Regions from separate parts of the Mus musculus genome. Here regions 1 and 3 are each linked to region 2. The links are chromatin contacts, called in public Hi-C and HiChIP or PLAC-seq maps. All regions are on one chromosome and are shown on one strand. The core of a region is the stretch at or near the end of the contact, and the rest is flanking DNA. Distances in the headings are between cores, read along the strand shown.

Region 1 (2,928 bases), core at 232-2,731, 250 kb before region 2:
TCCTCTGCAACCCAGGGTGGCAGAACAGATACACTCTCAGTGAGGACCTCAAGGCAGGCCACACCCACTCACCACTCAAGAGGAAGACAGGGATGATGGCTGGGAGACCGGTGGCTGGTGGGGCTCACCCTGCACTCCACTGCTTCCTGTGCTAATAGCACAGCACTCACAGTTGCCAAGTGGGCAGCCTGCAGCAATAAATGAGCAGGCCACAAAGGAGGGAGATAGGCCCAGGCTAGGGCAGCTGCACCTAGAAAGCCACAGACTTCTGCAGAGATGGATTCTGGGTGTTGTATTACCTACGAAAGCAGCATCCCCACTCACCAGCCTCTCCTTCCCATCAACGGCCACCAAGATCCTCACACCTGACCCTGCCCAACAATCATTACCGGCTAATTCCCTCAGACCACAGCATCTTTCCAATAGGACAGCCACATGTCCCTCCTATCTAACTCAGCCCTATCCCCCTTCAAGGCCCTCAGTCACCTGCTCCTCCACCCCAAATCCTCCTACAGTGGCTGGTCATATTCCAAATCTTGCCCCTGTGTGGAACTGGGGCACCTCTAGTTCCTTTCTAGTCTCTCTACATGATCTCCTCTCTTTCCAGCTAGCCTACCTACTCAAATGCTCCCAGAGGATCCTACACTGGCCAGCCAGACCTCCCAGGACTGACCTGACAGCTTGCCTCTTCCTGCATTTTCCAGGTGGAGCCCTTCAGCAGGACTGCTGACAGAGTGAGAGACATCCAACAGCCATGACTTCTGACCTCTGGTCTCAATTTGTGGCAAAATCCCATCCTAAGATAACAATTCCACCCTCTGGTGAACTGTCTCCACCTAAGCAAACATCCAACAACAGGCGAGTCTATGATGTTGCCATCACCAGCCTCAGAGGCTACGTACTTCTGCACCATGTGTAACATACATCGCTCTCCTCAGTATCTCTCACTGACTGGCATCATCATATCCTTCCTTCACAGATAATATAGCAGCCTCCTGTCCTGGAGAAGTTAGATGCCAACACAGGGAGACTCTCTCAACTTCCTGTTAGCAAGCCTGTCCACCCTAGGGTCCCCTTGTTCTGAGGCAGGAAGAAGATACCATCCCCCATGCCCACCTCTCCCTACTGCTTGCCTGGGGACTTCATGCTCTCAGGACCAGCCACTCTTCTCATCACAGGCTCCCATCACTGCCCACTAACCACCTGACTGTTCTACTTCTGACCCTCTCCTCCCTTCCTCCCTCCCTCCCTCCCTCCCTCCCTTCCTCCCTCCCACCCCACAGCTCTTCTCCACACAGCAGCCAGAGGGACAGTTAACACTGTCAATTTGATAGGCTCTAAAGTCACCCAGGAGACAAGCCTCTGGGCATGCCTGTGAGACTGCCTCCATTAGACTAGGTGAGGTAGGAGGAGCCACTTTAATTGTAGGCAGCGCCATTTCTGGAGTCCTGGGCATAAGAAGAGAGGAAGCTGAGTACCAGCATCCACCACTCTCTGCTTCCTGACATGGCCATGTGACTAAGGCCTCAAGCTCCCGCCACAGTGTACTGTCCCATCAAACTGTAAACCAAAACAAACTCTTCCTTCTGGGAGCTGTTTTGAGGCAGCAAGGAGATAGGCAGTGTGGGAAATGGCTCACACTGAGGGGAGCCAATGGCCCTCATCTGCTCAACTCTCCAACAGCACGAAGTTCAGAATCCTTACGGCTCCACTCTGGTCTCCCCGTCCACAGTCACTCCCTACCATAGCCCAGGGCTCTTTCAGTCCCAGGCTCACATGTCACCACTTCAGAGGTGCTTTTCAGCATCCTCACTAGCTGCCCCTGGGACAGCTCTGCACTCCATTTCCCGCTAGCTTACTCCTCTCAGCTTTCTTCCCAGTACTGACTGGTCACCCCTGACATACTATGTCAGCTCCTTTATGCCTGCTTCCCCAGCCCAGCAGACCCGCTATGCAAGCCAGCCTGTGCTGTCCACTAGAATGTGTCGACAGACAGGAGCGGGTGGGCGGGCACTCAGTGTGTGTTGAACACCCATGTAAATCTTCCTTTTCCTTTCCTGTGTTATTTAACCTCTCCCTCAAGTGGATCCCCTTTCAATGACATTTAGAAAATTCCAAGTGTCTTCTCCCTTAAGGAAAGAAAACTGAAGGTGTGCGTGGCGACACCCCTATATTCCAGCACTCAGGAGGTCGGAGCACAACTGCCACAAGTACCAGGCCAATCACTACTACATAGCAAGTCTGCCTCAAAACCAAGAAAGAGACAAACCTTCCATGGGCCACACCGCTCCTCCTGACAGCACACCCAGACACAGCCTGCTCTCCACACCGAGTTTCTCTCCTCCTACTTTCACTTCTGCCTACGCCAGTCTGGATTCCACCTGCAGCACTCCACCCAAAACAGCTCAAGAGACCATCAGTGACCATGTCTCTAACCTGACAGGCCTGCTTCCACGCTCCATCTTTTTATTTACATTTCAGCCATTGCCCCCTTCCTGGTCCTCCCTCCATGTTCCGTCTTACTAGCCTCCCTCAGCATCCCACTTACCAAGTCCACAATCCCAGAATTTTTCTCTGCATCTGCCCCGTGCTTCCCATCTGTCTCTGCCCTAGCTCCCTCTGCACAGGCCACCTCCTCTGCCCAGGCAGAAAGAGATGCAGGTTCTCGCACTAGGCGCTGACCCACACGTTCCAGTCTCTAGACCAGGCCTCTTAGGAGGCTGAGGCTTATCTATGCAGTCGCTACCTATTTCATGTGTGTAATGGATGGTGCTTGATATGGTTTGTATATGGGATGTCCTCTGCAAGACCCACATTTTAAAGATGTGGTTCCCTAGATGGTGGAGCCAGTTGTTGAGGTGTGATTAGCTCAGGAGGGCGCTAACTCTATCAATAGGTTAATCCGTAGTGAGTTCACACTGCGAGAAC
Region 2 (3,081 bases), core at 360-2,859:
ATCAGCTACCTCATGTAAATTATCCTGACTAGTCTAGCACTATGTCCCTCTCTCTTGGCCCTGGCACCTCTGTTCCTCTCCATGTCCCGGGGGTGAATCTCTCAAGTCTCTTTCTCCCAGAGACCTTCCCTCTCGCTGAAGTTCTGCCTTCCCTTTCCTGCCCAGCTACTGGCTGTCAGTTTTTTTATTAAGTCAATCAGCAAGCGAGGAAGGTGAATATTTACAAAATAGGAAACCTATAGCTCTCTGTGGGTACAGAATTAACCGTTCAATATACAGAGTCACACCTTTACACAATGTGCAAGAGGTTACCCCCAACACAGCTCTCTGATGAGGATACAGGAACACTGGTGGTAGGGGCTCCATCTCTGATGTTCAGGGGCTCTGGAACTTACCCAGCATGCATTGAGCACAGCTCAAGCATCTGTGAGGGGCCAGAGCCCGGGTGCTGTAGGCACTGGCTTGCCCCGCTTCTGCCATCTCTGCTCACCCCTCCTCCTCTCTCCTCCCTCCTTTCAGATGGAAAGAACCAGCTGCTTCTGGCTCTGCTCAAGTGCACAGGTAGGAATGGGGCTGTGAAGGGGTCCCTGGGAGACACAGTGGGTGCTGTGGCCACAGGCTGGGGTGATGTCCCTCTGCTGGCCAACAGCATCTCAATGGGGCCCTCAGCATCTGCACTGGGGAGGCAGCCTTTTCTCCCAGTCTCGCCGAGAACTTCTCACCTTTTCCTCTGGGGCCAGGCAGAGGACTAGACTCAGGTCCTGGGGAACATGAGCCCTGTTTAGTGCTACCTGTTAGGCCTGGTGGGTGTTGGCAGGGGGACTGGTGGAAGACGGAGGGTGAGGAACATGGGCTCTGAGCTAGTAGAGCGGAGCCTGGAAATAATAGAGGATGTAACTGCAGGATACCTTCATGTGTGTGCGTGTGCGTGTAGTATGTGTGTCCATGCACACACATGCATGTGCACATGTAGACTTGAGTATGCATATGTGCATGTGTGGATGTGCCTACTCTTTATACAGATTACCAACTGCCTGGCTTGACCAGTTGGGGCAGGACTTGGGGGAGGTGAGGCAGGGGGAAGTGTTCCTGGGACCCATCTTGAATATGCAGCTTAGTACTGCTAGGATTCGTGTGGCCAAGGCTGAGAGGTCCCGTGATTCACTGTAGGGCAGTGGGGCAGGGTTTGGGCGTATGTCCGCCTCGGGAAGAGCCACACATTCGATTCTCCAAGAAGCAGGCACTTGGGCAGTGGGAGAGTGAGACTTGGGGCAGATCTGTCTTCTTTTGAAGAATTTATTTTTCTGCAACTGGCTTTTGGCAACCTATTTGCCCCTTCAGAGTTCTCCACAGGCCCCCGTGGGCATGGCAGGTCCAGGGTTCGGGTGTTGAGGGTGGAGATGCTGCCAGTCCGCACAGCACCACTTACCCAGAGCGCCCCCCCCCCCCCCCCCACAGACACGGAGCTGCAGCTGCGCAGGGATGCTGTCTTCTGTCAGGCTCTGGTGGCCGCCGTGTGCACTTTCTCGGAGCAGCTGCTGGCCGCCCTTGACTACCGCTACAACAACAACGGCGAGTATGAAGAGAGCAGCAGAGATGCCAGCCGCAAGTGGCTGGAGCAGGTGGCGGCTACAGGTGTCCTGCTGCACTGGCAGTCTCTGCTGGCACCAGCCTCCGTGGTAAGCGGCTGAGGTCATTGGCAGCACGGGAGAGAGTGCTGTGGCTACTCTCTGCTCCCAGTTACCCAGGGGTTCATGTGGCAGTGATTTGCTGAGCATTTGCTTTTAGGTTTTGGAGTTCGTGGATGAACAAAAGTCCCTGTGCTCTGTGGTGTCCTGGGGAAGAGAGACAGACAGAAAAGACCCATGGTTCTGAGCCGCAAGCGGGTGTCTCGTGGCAGTCTGGGCTGGCAGCTGAGGAATCCAGGGAGGGGAGAGAATATTACTTGCATCTAGTGCAAGTGTAGAGGGCAGGAGGGCTGGCTCGTTACCCAGTAGCAGTTCCATTATGTGTGGTTCCAGAGGCTATCTCAGGCCGCCCACGGGCAGCACAGCCCTAGATCGCCCCCTGCTGGCCACTGGTGAGCACTGCTGCCGGTCTTCAGAGATCTGCCTCTGGCCCCACTCCACAGCAGCCCTCTAACCTCTAAGGATGGAATACCAGATCCAGCTCATTCACTGATGTCACCAGCACCGAGCTGGCCACTGGGTCTACAGCTTATTTCCTAGAGAAGTAGACTGACAGGGGAGACAGCCCAAAGGCCTTGGAGTCTCTCTGGGGGGAGTAGCCAGACTTTCTGGGTGGTGACTTTTGATTTATGATATCTGTCAGCCAATAGGAAGGTCTGAGGAAAAGTATGCAGAGGGACAGCACGGGCAGAGGCCCTGGGCAGAGGCCCGTGTGGCCAGTGGGGACAGGCAGGGAAAGCAAGGTTAGTGGGATGGTCTGCAGGCAGAAAGTGACTCGGAAGCTGAAGGGCAGGGGACTCCTGTGATCTGGGCTAAGTTTTAAAAGAAAGCGTGTAACCTTGGAGAGAGGCGGTTAGGGGACTAAATGGAGAAAGAACCCTCTGAGGTGTCCTGGTGAGAACAGCTGCAACTAGAGTTGGGTGTTGGCCGGGAGGCTGGACGGAGGCAGACTGTGTCCAGGCAGTCGTAGCTGCTGGATGGGGTAAGACGACCAGGAGCGGACGGCCTTGAGAAAGGGATACAGAGCAGGTCTAGGGGGCTTAAGAGAGGAAGTGCAGATGCTCATGGAGTTGGCTGCATTTTGGATGGTACCGGGTGTGGCTTTACTGGGGCCACACAGCAAGGCAGAGCAGAAGTGACTTCTGACCCCTATGGGGTACAGGGCAGGTGGTGGGATGAACCATGATGTCACCTGTAGAGCCACACCCAAGACACCCACAGGCCTCCCAGCCCCGTAGGTGCAAAGCATGGCATCTCCAGGGCAGCCCAGGACAGGGTGGCATCTGAGTCTCCCTTACCACCGCCTCTTCCCGCAGAAGGAGGAACGGACCATGCTGGAGGACATCTGGGTGACGCTGTCGGAGCTGGACAATGTCACCTTCTCCTTTAAGCA
Region 3 (2,759 bases), core at 109-2,608, 140 kb before region 2:
TCCATGACCAATACCTGATGGGCTCACCCTTTTACATCCATTTACCTAGGATACCTTGCCCACATCAAATGTCACGGTGCCCTAGGCCCCAAAGGAACAGGGCCAGGGGTAGCAGGAGCTACCACAGTCTCTCCTCTATCCTTGTGCAAAAGACTGTTTTACTTCAAGGCCCCAGAGAACTATTCTAGGCATCTTGAAGGGAAGTAAATAGAGGACAGTGCTCCTGCCCCAGAAATGATGACACTCCACAGAGGCTATTTTGTGAAACAGGGACTGACTCCATAGGAGATAATAGATCTGAGGCGGGGCAGGTAGGGATTGAACAAGCAGTTCAGAGGCCCGGTCAAGAGGGCAGTTGACAAAGGCAGGAATAATTAAGAACGAAGATAAGACTTTCTAGGGTGTTAAAATCACTTTCCAGGGACTATGGCTCAGCCGTATGCTGGTCCCTAAGAGTTAGGTGTTACTGTTCTTCCCCTTGTACTGTGAGGCAAACGGAGGAGCTTTAGGTGGGATGGGGGTGCTGACCAAGGTCATCAATGAGGGGCTGAACCCCAGAGGCTGACTCGGGTCCCAATGCCTCTCGAGGGTAAAGGGGGGTTAGCACGTTAACTGAACGTTTGAAAGATCAAGGTCACACAGAACAGCCTGTCGGCTGGCAGCAAAATTCCCATTTTGGCTTTATCTCTGGTGGGTACGAGGGCGGCTTCCTGCAACGGTCTCGTCCAAGTGGGCACCTTTGCTTAGGGATGGGGAGCGCTGGGACAGTAGGCGCAGAGCTCCGACGGAAAGAGAAACAGAAGTAAGGACAAAGATGCAGCTAGAGTTCTTCCAAGGTCACCGTAAGCCGAGGGCATGAGCGGCCGTGTTGGTGGGGGCGTCGAGCTGCTCTTCCGGGCGTCAGGAGATGCGCGTGGTGGTCGCTGATCCGGCTCCAGCAGATCACCCACGGGGCACTCCTTACGGGTGGATGGCGCGAGCTGCTCTTGCAGAACTGCTGAATGGGTCTTGGCCTACAGACTCAGCAGAACCACGACCTGACTGGGGTCTGGGGCGACGCATTTCCAGCCCCAAACTCTGACTGTGCGGCGCGCGCACGAACCGGCTCTTGGCCGACGCTCCCTGGAAGCCGGGAGGGGGCTCCGCCCAATCCCCGCCCAATCCCACCAGACTCCGCCCCAGCTCAGTCCATTCTCCATTAGTCCCCGCCCAGTTTCCGCATGAGGTGCCGCCCCACCCCGTCCATTTTCTACAAAGATCCCCGCCCACTAGCAGATTGACCCCGCCTCCTTCCCCGCCCATCGCTCAGCCCTCTCTACCAAGGCCCCGCCCATACACCATGACCCCGCCCAGGTCCCGCCCCCGCTCCGCCTGCCCCGGGCCCGCTGAGCGGCGCCTGTCCGGGATGCGGAGCCCGGACGCCTAAGCCGCGGCGCGACCTCGGCGCGGGAAGTTCGGGCGCCGCGCGGCTATGGAGGCACCCGGCAGCGGTGGTGGTGACGGCGGCGGGGACCCAGGCGGGGACGGTGCGCATCCCGATGCTCGCGGCCCCGTCTCCGGGCCGTGCGCGGCCGCCCGCGACTCGGAGCGCCAGCTGCGCCTCCGTCTGTGCGTACTCAACGAGATCCTGGGCACCGAGCGCGACTACGTGGGCACCTTGCGTTTCCTGCAGTCGGTGAGCTCCCGCCACCTGTGGCCGGCCGGCCCGCGTTGCGCTTTTGTCTGTGGCTCCCCGCCTTGTGCATAGTTTGAAATGGTTACATCCGCGCGGCCGCTGCCCGGGGCCGCCCCGCTGGGGGGCCAGTGTAGGGAGAAGCCCGGGTAGGGGCTCCTTAGCTGCACCGGGGACCCTGGGCTCCGTAGCCTTGCCCCAGCTCGAATTGCACAGTCAAAGCCTTAGACTGCAAAACAGCGTCCGAGTGCGTCTGTGTACCACGCACCTTACACTGGTATCAGCAGACTGTGCCGTTACCGGGCTCATCAGTAGGTTATATTTTCTGATCCTTAAGATCAGGGAAGAGTTCGGCTCCAGAGAGGTTGAGTCCCTTGCTCTGGATAGTTCTGCAGGCTACGTCGTAGGGTTGGATGCAGGGCGGTGACCCAGGGCAGCCCTGCGGGGGCTTTAAACTCCGGTACGTAGTTGCCCTGGTGTCTCTAGTGAGAATGAGGAAGGGGCCACTTCCCTACCCTCCTAGGAAGTGAGAAAACTGGAGGGGGTGGGAAGGGCTGGTCTTAGAGACCTGAGGGCTTTAATCTCCGTGCCTCCTGCTGGGGCCGCTTTAACTCCCTTCTTGGGTTGGAGGAAGTCTTAACCCTGCTTCAGGAAGGCGTGCGTTTGTGTGTGTGTGTGTGTGTGTTTCAAGAGACCCCCAATCACACTGGAGTTCTCTCCATCTGGGAAAAAGAAACACTCAATGGCTTAAGGATGCAGGGGAGTCTGTGTGAGGTCGGGGGGGGGGGTTCCCACTGAGGGAGGAGGGAGTACGAAGTTGGGGGGGGGGAAGACGCTGTGTGGAGGCATTGAAAGCCCTTTGGCCCAAGGATCCTTCTGGAAAGGCCTGTGAGAATAAGACAGGGTTGGCTTTCTTTCCCATCTCTTCCTCTCTCACAGTTGAGAAGGGGGTGGGGGAGAGAGAGAGAGAGAGAGAGAGAGAGAGAGAGAGAGAGAGAGAGAGAGAGAATCGGGTAGGGCTTGAAGCTGGCAGTTTCTAAATGAAAGAGGCAGCCACTCTGGCATTGCTGAGCAATGACAGATTCTA

Evidence for each region. A called contact is a pair of places that touch in the nucleus more often than the background predicts. HiChIP or PLAC-seq counts read pairs in DNA pulled down with a chosen protein or histone mark.
Region 1: a contact with region 2 is called in a Hi-C map of bone marrow-derived macrophages, with 20 read pairs. The contact joins two enhancer-like sites. A contact is called at or near these places in 3 of 484 Hi-C or Micro-C datasets (Th1 cells, bone marrow-derived macrophages and cerebral cortex), 1 of 115 datasets of contacts at active chromatin or transcription factors (bone marrow-derived macrophages) and 4 of 9 other capture datasets (adipose tissue, embryonic stem cells, liver and 1 more).
Region 3: an H3K4me3 HiChIP or PLAC-seq map of bone marrow-derived macrophages shows a contact between it and region 2, with 2.8 times the contacts expected there. The contact joins the promoter of Prex1 here to the enhancer-like site in region 2. A contact is called at or near these places in 1 of 39 promoter capture datasets (maxillary cranial neural crest), 2 of 15 datasets of contacts at CTCF or cohesin (the NIH/3T3 cell line and large pre-B cells), 4 of 484 Hi-C or Micro-C datasets (bone marrow-derived macrophages, embryonic stem cells and granulocytes), 16 of 115 datasets of contacts at active chromatin or transcription factors (CD8 T cells, bone marrow-derived macrophages, embryonic basal ganglia and 10 more) and 4 of 9 other capture datasets (adipose tissue, embryonic stem cells, liver and 1 more).

Annotation. Positions count from the first base shown.
Region 1 is chr2:166,819,469-166,822,396 of GRCm38.p6, reverse strand. All of the region lies in intron 1 of Arfgef2 (ADP-ribosylation factor guanine nucleotide-exchange factor 2 (brefeldin A-inhibited)), which reads right to left. Among named protein-coding and RNA genes, the nearest start is that of Arfgef2, 15 kb to the right of the region's middle. Within about 2 kb of position 1,481, at least 53 of the 459 cell types and tissues checked have an H3K27ac peak or open chromatin away from gene starts, as enhancers often do. A contact at or near this core is called in bone marrow-derived macrophages and cerebral cortex, where this site is marked.
Region 2 is chr2:166,574,144-166,577,224 of GRCm38.p6, reverse strand. Prex1 (phosphatidylinositol-3,4,5-trisphosphate-dependent Rac exchange factor 1) reads left to right here. Exons shown (of 40, transcript NM_177782.3): 31 at 520-561; 32 at 1,459-1,679; 33 at 3,005-3,081. Among named protein-coding and RNA genes, the nearest start is that of Gm29679, 11 kb to the right of the region's middle. Within about 2 kb of position 1,609, at least 22 of the 459 cell types and tissues checked have an H3K27ac peak or open chromatin away from gene starts, as enhancers often do. A contact at or near this core is called in bone marrow-derived macrophages, cerebral cortex and embryonic basal ganglia, where this site is marked.
Region 3 is chr2:166,712,431-166,715,189 of GRCm38.p6, reverse strand. It overlaps Prex1 (phosphatidylinositol-3,4,5-trisphosphate-dependent Rac exchange factor 1), which reads left to right and starts at 1,358. Exons shown (of 40, transcript NM_177782.3): 1 at 1,358-1,675. The coding sequence starts at 1,472. It overlaps Gm46777 (a long non-coding RNA gene), which reads right to left and starts at 1,361. Exons shown (of 3, transcript XR_001783555.2): 1 at 1-1,361.